2 separate regions of the Zea mays genome follow, and region 2 is linked to region 1. Evidence: chromatin contacts called from public Hi-C data. All regions are on one chromosome and are shown on one strand. The core of a region is the stretch at or near the end of the contact, and the rest is flanking DNA. Distances in the headings are between cores, read along the strand shown.

Evidence for each region. Hi-C and Micro-C count contacts between places; a contact is called where the count stands out from the background.
Region 2: a contact with region 1 is called in a Hi-C map of bundle sheath, with 4 times the contacts expected there. The contact joins two enhancer-like sites. A contact is called at or near these places in 2 of 25 Hi-C or Micro-C datasets (bundle sheath and endosperm).

What each region holds. Positions count from the first base shown.
Region 1 is chr10:63,113,979-63,118,606 of Zm-B73-REFERENCE-NAM-5.0, forward strand. No RefSeq gene overlaps it. Among protein-coding and RNA genes, the nearest start is that of LOC109942989, 41 kb to the left of the region's middle. Within about 2 kb of position 1,888, at least 17 of the 20 cell types and tissues checked have an H3K27ac peak or open chromatin away from gene starts, as enhancers often do. A contact at or near this core is called in bundle sheath and endosperm, where this site is marked.
Region 2 is chr10:63,912,129-63,916,756 of Zm-B73-REFERENCE-NAM-5.0, forward strand. No RefSeq gene overlaps it. Among protein-coding and RNA genes, the nearest start is that of LOC109943106, 50 kb to the left of the region's middle. Within about 2 kb of position 2,278, at least 20 of the 20 cell types and tissues checked have an H3K27ac peak or open chromatin away from gene starts, as enhancers often do. A contact at or near this core is called in bundle sheath and endosperm, where this site is marked.

The sequences.
Region 1 (4,628 bases), core at 638-3,137:
TTGGAAATAACAAATTCTACAAGAAAAAGGGAGGCGAAGCCCATATCGACAAGGAGTGTGATTCGGATGAGAGCTTCTCCGACTCTGACGATGATGGTGTTGCACCACCACTTTGAACAAGATCTCTCTCTATCGAAGGACGACCACACGTGCCACATGGCGAAGGAGAGTAAAAAGAAGGTATTTACAAGAACCTCTCCTAAATATACTTCCTCTAGTGATGGTGATGATTCTAGTGATGAGGAAGATATGAAAACGTTTTAAGGATCTTATTTGAAGTCAAATTGATAAAGTGAATAATTGATTAAGGCCATTAATGAGAAGGATGAACCCCTGGAGAAGTAGGATGATCTACTCATTTATGAAACAAAGAAAAATGTGAAACTTCAAAAGACCCTAGCTCATGGAAAAAAGTAATAGTTTTTTTTTGTGAAATGAGCTAAAAGATTGCAACAATTCAATTTCTAGTCTTAAATGTGCAAATGATGATCCAATGCTAAGATTGATAAATTGAATGGTTGTCATGCATTTACATCTTCACTTGAGCGTGTTACTATTTGTACTAAATGCAAAGATGTAACACTTGAATCCATCTCTTATAACTAGTTGAGTCGAGTACAAAACCATAAGAGAAGAGATAATTTTTTCATACAAAAAGAGTTGAACTCTTTTGATGCATTCATTTTTGGAGCATGGATTTTGCTTGATAAATAATTACAAGGATTATTTTGATACTCCAATTATTTTTACCCTTAAATAAGGTATTATATTTCTAAATGTTTCATGAATTTTATAAAGTTTTAAATCATGTTTCATGAGTATTTGATCATGAGTATGAAAAAGGAAAAAGAAAAGAGTTTCAAAATTCGGAGAAAGAGAAAAAGGGTATTTCTTCCTCTCCCCCAGCCCGCGGCCGCTTTTGGCCCAACAGGCCCGCCCCCACACCCCCTTTCTTTTCCCTCCCTCTCTCTGACGTCTGGGGTCCTGCTGCCAGCCGTCCCTGTTCTCCTTCCTCCACTCCCCCGCGCCCGCGCCGGACCTCGCCATGTCGTGCCGCCCACACCAAGCCACCACCGACCGATTCCTTGCCCGAAGTGGAGCATGCCGAGACCCCCTTCCTTTTCCCCTCGATTGCCCTTAATCCTTTCCTCCCCCTGACGCGAATTTCTTTCCCCATTCGTGAGCACCGTTTATGGTAGGTGGCCGGATCTTCAATCACTGGAGATATCCACAGTTCTGGAGCTGATTCACCCACGGCTTCGTTCCTATAAGAACCACCCGATCCCCCATCGTCGATCACATGCATCGGCACCCTCTCCCGTGTTCTCCTTCCTTCTGCCCACGCTCACCGTCACCACCGAACCGCCATTGCTCGTGGCCGAGCACCCTTGGCGCTTCTCCGCCCACGCCAAGGCTGTTGTGGTGATACCCAAACTCACTGCTGGTTCTCCACGTCTTCCCTGGCTCGGTCCAGCCCCACGTCATTGCTTCGACCTCACCTGAGCCCTGCCGACCATCGTTCCTTGTCGCCAGCCGTCCTCACTATCTCAACCCCCTCAGTAAGGCATCAGTCGCATTCGACTTTATCCCTAGCTGCTACTTGAGCCATCCCCGATCAATTCAGCCTCTCGGAGTGCTGTATCGACCAAATCCGGCGAGTCACCGGCCGTGCGCCATCGTGCACTGTGCTTCCTCTTTGTCCCCCAGTTCGTTGGCTCGTAGAGCCTTGCGCGCGAGCCAAGCCACGCATTCTGGCCCGTCGAATCTGGATTGTGCGCTTAGGGTTTAATGTAGTTGGGTTAGCCGCTCATTTCAATCTTGGCCCTCGGATTTGGATCGGATGGCCACCTGTGGCCAATACTCCATCCGACTTGAGCTGCCCATTTTAATTTTAGCCCTTGGACCTTGATCGAACGGCCACAAGAGACCGATGTCCCTTCGACCGAGCCGTGCAGGCATTTTTGTTAAAGAGCCCTGATCGTTTAGGTATTCGTAGACCGATCCTTCCACCTCGTAAAAGACTTGCGATCAGGTCCTTGTTCTTTTCAGTTAGGTCCCCGAGGCCTATTTTTCTTTACCATTTGTCCCTACAATAGTATTTTGGCCATAAATTGCTTGTTTCAAAACCAATAAAATTGGTTGTTGTTTTTTTAGCTTGCTAAAATTATGCTAAATATTTTAGGATAGTTTTCATAGCAGTTTCACAACCTCCAAAGTTTGATTTATTTCTAGATTTAGTAGTTGATGAAAATAGGTTTCTTGGTTAAAAAATTTAAAAGAAAAATAGAATTGGTGTTTCTAAAACTAAAATAGGGATAAACAATAGGCTAATTATCCTCTTTCCATGAGTTATTTATGTATGCCTCTTTTTGTTTAATGGATGGTGCATGCTTATTGAATGGTGTATGCTTTCCTTTATTTTGTGAAAGTCGTCTAGATGAGGGTGAATAGGCGGAACCTAAAAATTATAAACTTTGAACATGAACTTCACCCGGGGTTAGGATTAGAAATAAGTAATAACGAAATCAGAGTGTGGAAGAGAGTTCTTCTTGCTATAAGTTGCTATAGAGGGGAGAAGAATCATCGTATGGTAATGATCAACACAAATGAACACAACGATTTGTTTGCTGAGGTTCGGTTCCAATGAACCTACTCCCCGTTGAGGAGTCCACTAAGGCCGGGCCATTTTCAACCCTTTCCCTCTCTCAATCGATCACTTAGACCAGTTGAGTGCTTCTTCTTAATCTCAAGGATCACCTAGACCCCGTAGGGACCACCACACACTTAGTTGTCTCTTGCTAGACATACAAGTCACTAGAGAGTTTAGAAGGAGATGAAGAAAGTACGATTAAAATACAAGCAACAAGAGCAACAAATGAAACACCAGATCACACTCTCTCAAGTCACTAATCTCTAATGATCACTAGTTACAATTATGGCACTTGGAGAGGTTTGGAAGCTTTGAAGGTGTCTTGGAATGAATTGCTTGCTCTTGTATTGATTGTGAGTGAGTAGAATGCTTGGATAGATTGAATGGAGGTGGTTGGGGTTGTATTTATAACCACCAACCACTTCCTAGCCATTGCCTCCTTTCTGCCAACCGCGGACGGTCCGCCCCTACACATCAACGGCTGGAATCGCAACAGTCAGCAGTAACGGCTATATCAATGGCTACAAGTGCATTAAATGTGTCATCAGATGTCAGACACAGCAGTTGCGGACGGTCCGACCCTGCACCCCGGACAGTCCACGAGGACGCTAAAAATGCATTTTACCGAACCTGTCACCTTCGGGTTTTTTTTCTTCTGGTTTTTCAACGAGCGGACGGTCCGCGCCTGAGGCCGGACGGTCTGAGCTTTGTCCCAGATGGTGCTCTCTTCTCCTTCGGACAGTCCGCAGTGTAAATGCGTGTTTTGCATAGTTCCTGTCCGAGGCTCACCTTGGTGTCGCGGACGGTCTGGTAGAAAGGCCCGAACGGTCCATGCACAGGTGAACTTTCCAAAAAGCTTCTCCTGTCCGGAATAATCTACGGTATTCTGGACAGTTGACTTAGAATTGATTTAGATAAACTTATGCACCTGAGAAATATTCAACTAGGCAAACTAGTTAGTCCATAAGACTTGTGATGGTCGTTAAGCACCAAAATCAATTATAGAAAATGGTTAAGGCCATTTCCCTTTCAATCTCCCCTATTTTGGTGATTGATGCCAACACAAATCAAAGCAAATATAAAGTGTAGAAATGTAGCTAGTTTGTATTTTGACAGTTGTGCATAAGTTATTTTGAAATGAAAGCAGTTCTAAGTATATATGAATGTTTTGATATAGTTAAAATTTTGGATCACATTTGCACCACTTAGCTTGTTTTTACAAATCTTTTGGAAAAGTCATTTCAAATTCTTTTGTAATTAGCCAACGGTATAGGAATATAATTTCCAAAAGCATTTTCAAGTTTTGAAGATTCTCCCCCTTTTTCAAATGCTTTTCCTTTGACTAAATAAAAGCCCCCCTGAAAAAGTTCTCCCTTTAGCTGTCAAGAGGTTTTTCAAATGCTTTTCCTTTGACTAAATAAAAGCTCCCCTTGAAAAAGTTCTCCCCTTAGCTATCAAGAGGGTTTTTGTAAATACGATAATTTGGAAAAAAAGTTTTCAGAAAACAGGATGGTGGTGCGGTCCTTTTGCTTTGACCTATTAATTTCTCCCCCTTTGGCATTAAGCGCAAAAAACGAAGAAACTTAGAGACCTTTAACAAGAAAGATATCAATGTAAATACATGAGTAGGGCAAAGGGTATACGATCCTGACAAAGTTGTAGTGGAAGCCTTGCCTTTGCCTACAACTCCATTTCCCTTTCAATCTAAGTCTAAGTCTAGAAATACACTTGGAAGCATATTAGTCTTAGCTTTGGCACAAGAAGAATAAGAAATATGCATTTGTACCAAATGAAAGAGATATGTGATCAAAGGTATAAAATGAGCAATGTGTATAGGATTTCAATCAAAGTTCCGAGAATCTAAGACATTTAGTTCATTCCTAAGCTTGCTAAAAGTATTTTCATCTATGTGCTTGGTGAAGATATCGGCTAACTGGTTGTTGGTGCTGACATAAGCAATTTCGATACCTCCCCTTTG
Region 2 (4,628 bases), core at 1,028-3,527, 800 kb after region 1:
TTAGTGGGATTTGTATTCACAATAGGACTATGTGGAGATTTGAAATTCGAAATTTAAAACAAGGATTTGAAATTGGTTGGATGTTTCAAATTGGAAAAGGGAAAAGAAATAGGAAATAAAAAGAAATAGAAAAGGAAAAACTCACCTTGGCCAGATCTACCTCCCTCGGCCCACTGCCTCCCGCGCCCTCGCTCACTGGTGGGCAGGGCCCACCTGTCAGGCCATCATCAGGGATGCGTGGCTGTGTGGGGTTGCCCGAATTTTTTGTTTTTGAGTCCTTTTTGTGTCAAAAATTTCCAATTAGACCCCCAGAAAACTTAAATGCAATTTTGGACCCATTTCTCGGCGCCATGAGCTATGGCGCCGAGTTTACACATCTCGGCGCCATAGATCTTGGCGCCGAGCTACCTGCCGCGCTGTCGTCCACGAGCTGACGCGGCGTCGACGTGGCACCGAGCTCGGCGCCAAGATCTATGGCGCCGAGCTCGAATATATAACCACAAAGCTTGTCTAGCTCAGTTGGCAAAGCGCAAGGCTCTTAACCTTAAGATCGTGGGTTCGAGCCCCACCGTGAACATATTTTTTTGTCTTTGTCACTGATTTGTTTTTTATTGTCCAGATTTTTTTTGTTTATGCCGCTGATTTGTCCGTGCGTTCAATATTTTTTGTCTTTGTATGACACGCACATGTGATCTCGTTCTTCATAGGTGTGCTTATCGGCGTGCCTTGTATGACACGCACATGTGATCTCGTTCTTCACATGTGATCTCGTTCTTCACATGTGATCTCGTTCTTCACATGTGAGCTCAGTTGACACGCATATTTTTTGTCGAGACATGCCTTGTGCAGACGGCGGTGCTTATCGGCCAGGGAAAGGCCATTTCCTTCGGCTTCGGCTGCACATATATATAGCTCTCATGGGTGTGCTGCACAGACGACGGGTAATCACATGTGCTTCGCGGCAAATTCTGCCACCAACAGCCCCGTACCTGTAGGGTTCGTACGTATACCATGCTAGCTCGTGGCACCTAGCATTAGTAATATATTTTTCCTGATATTTCCACCAGTGATTTTCAAGTATCCAGAGATGACCCCCCCACCCCCAAAAAATTTTGTTTGTAAAACGGGTGCTTTAATTGGTGGTCAGCCTTGTACAAGAGCTAGAGAGCTAATATAACTCGCACAGTCGCACATACAAAACCGTCGTACCGCGCGCGCATGCATACCATGGCGATCTGTTCGGGGGCACACGACAGGCTTAATATAGTGCAGACAGCACTGCTGCAGTGCGTTGCTTATCGGTCGTAGTCGTAGCACTGCAGCAGCCGCCCATGCATGGCGCACCTCCCTCCACCCGGCCTGCGGCATGTGAGATGGAAGCATCCAAACACGTGCCAACAATGGTGCATTATTAAGGTCCTGCAACATCACTACTGGTAGCTATATATACTGCGACCTCGTTTCTGGGCTTCTGGCACATCTGAGTATACTGACTTGTGCGACCTGCAGGACGAGGTCGGCCCGGTTCAAGAAACAACAAAGCTGGGGAGGGACTGCTGGGCGGTGCATGCATGCAGATGCAGGTGCGCTGTGGGCGGCAGGTCGCGCCGCCGCGGTAAGAAAAGTTCCTGCTGCGGCCGGGCAAGGCACCTTTCGTCTTCCCTATCGTTCCTACACTACTACTACATCACTGCTGCATGGACACGCAACACTGCTCACCCACGATCAGCGGCATAAACAAAAAAATATTGAACGCACGGACAAATCAGCAGCATAAACAAAAAAAATCTGGACAATAAAAAACAAATCAGTGACAAAGACAAAAAAATATGTTCACGGTGGGGCTCGAACCCACAATCTTAAGGTTAAGAGCCTTGCGCTCTGCCAACTGAGCTAGACAAGTTTTGTGATTATATATTCGAGCTCGGCGCCATAGATCTTGGCGCCGAGCTCGGTGCCACGTCGACGCCGCGTCAGCTCGTGGACGACAGCGCGGCAGGTAGCTCGGCGCCAAGATCTATGGCGCCGAGATGTGTAAACTCGGCGCCATAGCTCATGGCGCCGAGAAATGGGTCCAAAATTGCATTTAAGTTTTCTGGGGGTCTAATTGGAAATTTTTGACACAAAAAGGACTCAAAAACAAAAAATTCGGTGGGGTTGCTGCAGGCGGTCCCACGTGTTAGTCTTCGTGAGCGGGCGCACTTCCTTGTCACTGACGTGTGGACCGTGACTGCTCCTCGGGCGCAACCGGCTGACGCGAATGCCTCTACTCTCGCGGAGGACTTCCCCGGCGTCACTTCCAGGTGGGCCCCACCCGTCAGAGCCATCTCCTCCCTTGCGCATGCCATAACAGAATTCCGTGCAAGGTTAGGGAAAGATCCCTATTCCACTGGAACCCGCGCATGCAGGACCTCCTCCTCTACCTTATAGCAAGCTCTGCGCGTGCTGTAACCACCTCTGCCAGGAGCACCTTGGGTGGTTACAAGTCCGTGGCCTCCGCTTGCTTCGTATAGCACCATAGTCACCCCTTGCTATAAGCCACGGGCTGGCACCTTGAATACCCCACCGTGGACGGAGAGAAAGAGCAGAAAGAGGTAGAGAGAGAGGACGCCAGCGGGTGCCAATCGATCGGGCAGCACCTTTGGAGCTCGAGCAATTGCTCACCGGGGCATAGCTCTGCCGTGGAGCCGCCATGAACCCTGGTCGACTCTCCAGATCCGATCCCTAACTTTGGTAAGCCCCTTGACACTTTCGCCTCATTCGTAGGATTGTGTGGCACCGATTGGATTAGAGATTAGGGATTGGAGGCGCCGGCACCACCAACCCCGCGAACCCGCCGCCGCAGGGAGGGCCTATGCGCCGCCATTCGGCCGCCTGGGTTGTGGGAGCACATCTGACCGCTAATCTGGCCACCAACGGCCAGGATTGGGGCCCCGTACTGGTTTGGCCCAGCTCATCTCGGTCGTTGATCGTCGGGTCGGCGGACAGAGTCCGATGGCGATGATTTAAAATCCAGAACAGAGATTTTAGATCCAATGGCTCGCAGTGCGTACCGGTTCGATTTAAGTAAGGAACAGATCCAAGCACTCGGGTCGTGATCGGACGGTCGACCTTACCTGTACCCCTTCGCGGCGCCAATTTTACGGATTAGCCCCTTGGCTTATTCGGAAACAACCCGCAGTCCACCCTGAAGAAAGTCTGAGTCTGTGGGACTTTTGCGATATTAACCTCAGACTTTTTAGTATTTGTTGCTCTGTCCAGAGCTCGAGAAATCAAATAAATAAATTCAGAAATTGATTTTTAGTACGCAAATAATTCCAGAAACTTGTATAATTCATATTAAATTCATTTTAACTCCAAATTGATCCATTCCAGTGGCATTAATTTTGTAATAAAATTGTCTACCAACTAGTAGCTCTGTTTAGTCATGAAACTTGAATTAAAATTATTCACTTGAGTTATTTTATTCTAGTTACTAAATGACTTTAGAAATTCATAACTAAATAATCGTAACTCCGTTTTGGTCTGTTCAAATTGTGTTAGCTTCATAATAAAATTACTCAGGCATTAGTGACATTGTTTTGTCATGTTCTTAAAATAATTAAATACATATACTTATAGGGTTAAGTGTCCTAGCCTAAGGAAAAGAGGTATTTTAATTTGGTTCCTCTGAAATTGACTAAAGTATGATCTTTAAGTGGATTATAAATTAGAGTAAAAGTTGAGTTAGTTATCTCTTTAATATCCTTACTCATATAGTTTACATAATCAGCATAGAATATAGCTTTACATACTTTAACCATGAAGATCTTCCATAAATCATAACTCCTCAACCGTAACTCCGAATTTAGCGATTCTTGTTCCCGCGATCTCGTAGCAATGTGTAGACCATTATTATGAAATTTATTCTTATGTTTAGTGGGATGTTAATTTTGTCTATACCATGTTTGTTTGTATTGCTACAACTAGCTCGAGGTCACGAGTCACCTAAAGGTCATCCTGGTACCTGGAATCTCAAGTCCCAGACATGTTGTGTCCTTGATCACTTTTATTACCCAATAATGTTCTTTATTATCACTTACTCATGCATAAGCTTAATTTTGATGGGACCCAATAGGTCACCCTAGTTTGGTTATCTTTTTACCTTGTTCACCCCTAAATTATTTGGATAGTTTTGCTATTGCTCTATATGGTTTTGGGATTAATATTACATTATGTCCATGTTCCAATTATTCTGTTATTTTATTTATTGTTCATGTCAAGATCATTATTTTTAATTGGAACATGGAGGTTAACTTGAGAAACACGTGCCACCATAAGGGTAGAATGGAACACCCTTGGCTAACTAACTAGGAAAGCTAGTGGAGGACTACCTTACCTGATAGAGGCAAGGGTAGTAGGGGAGTAGGTGTGTAGGGAGGTTCCTAGGTTGATTTTTCTGCGATAGCGGTCAGACGGGGGATTCCTGCATGCTCTTCCTAGAAACTATAGCGGGTTTTCTAAAGCTAGTGGAACTTTGTAAAGGCCTCATAGTGGATCCCTAGTCATTCACCTCGGAAGTGACTAAGGGCCTTGCAAACCCTGGCGACATGGGATACACGACTTGTGGGTACAGGGTACAACCTCTG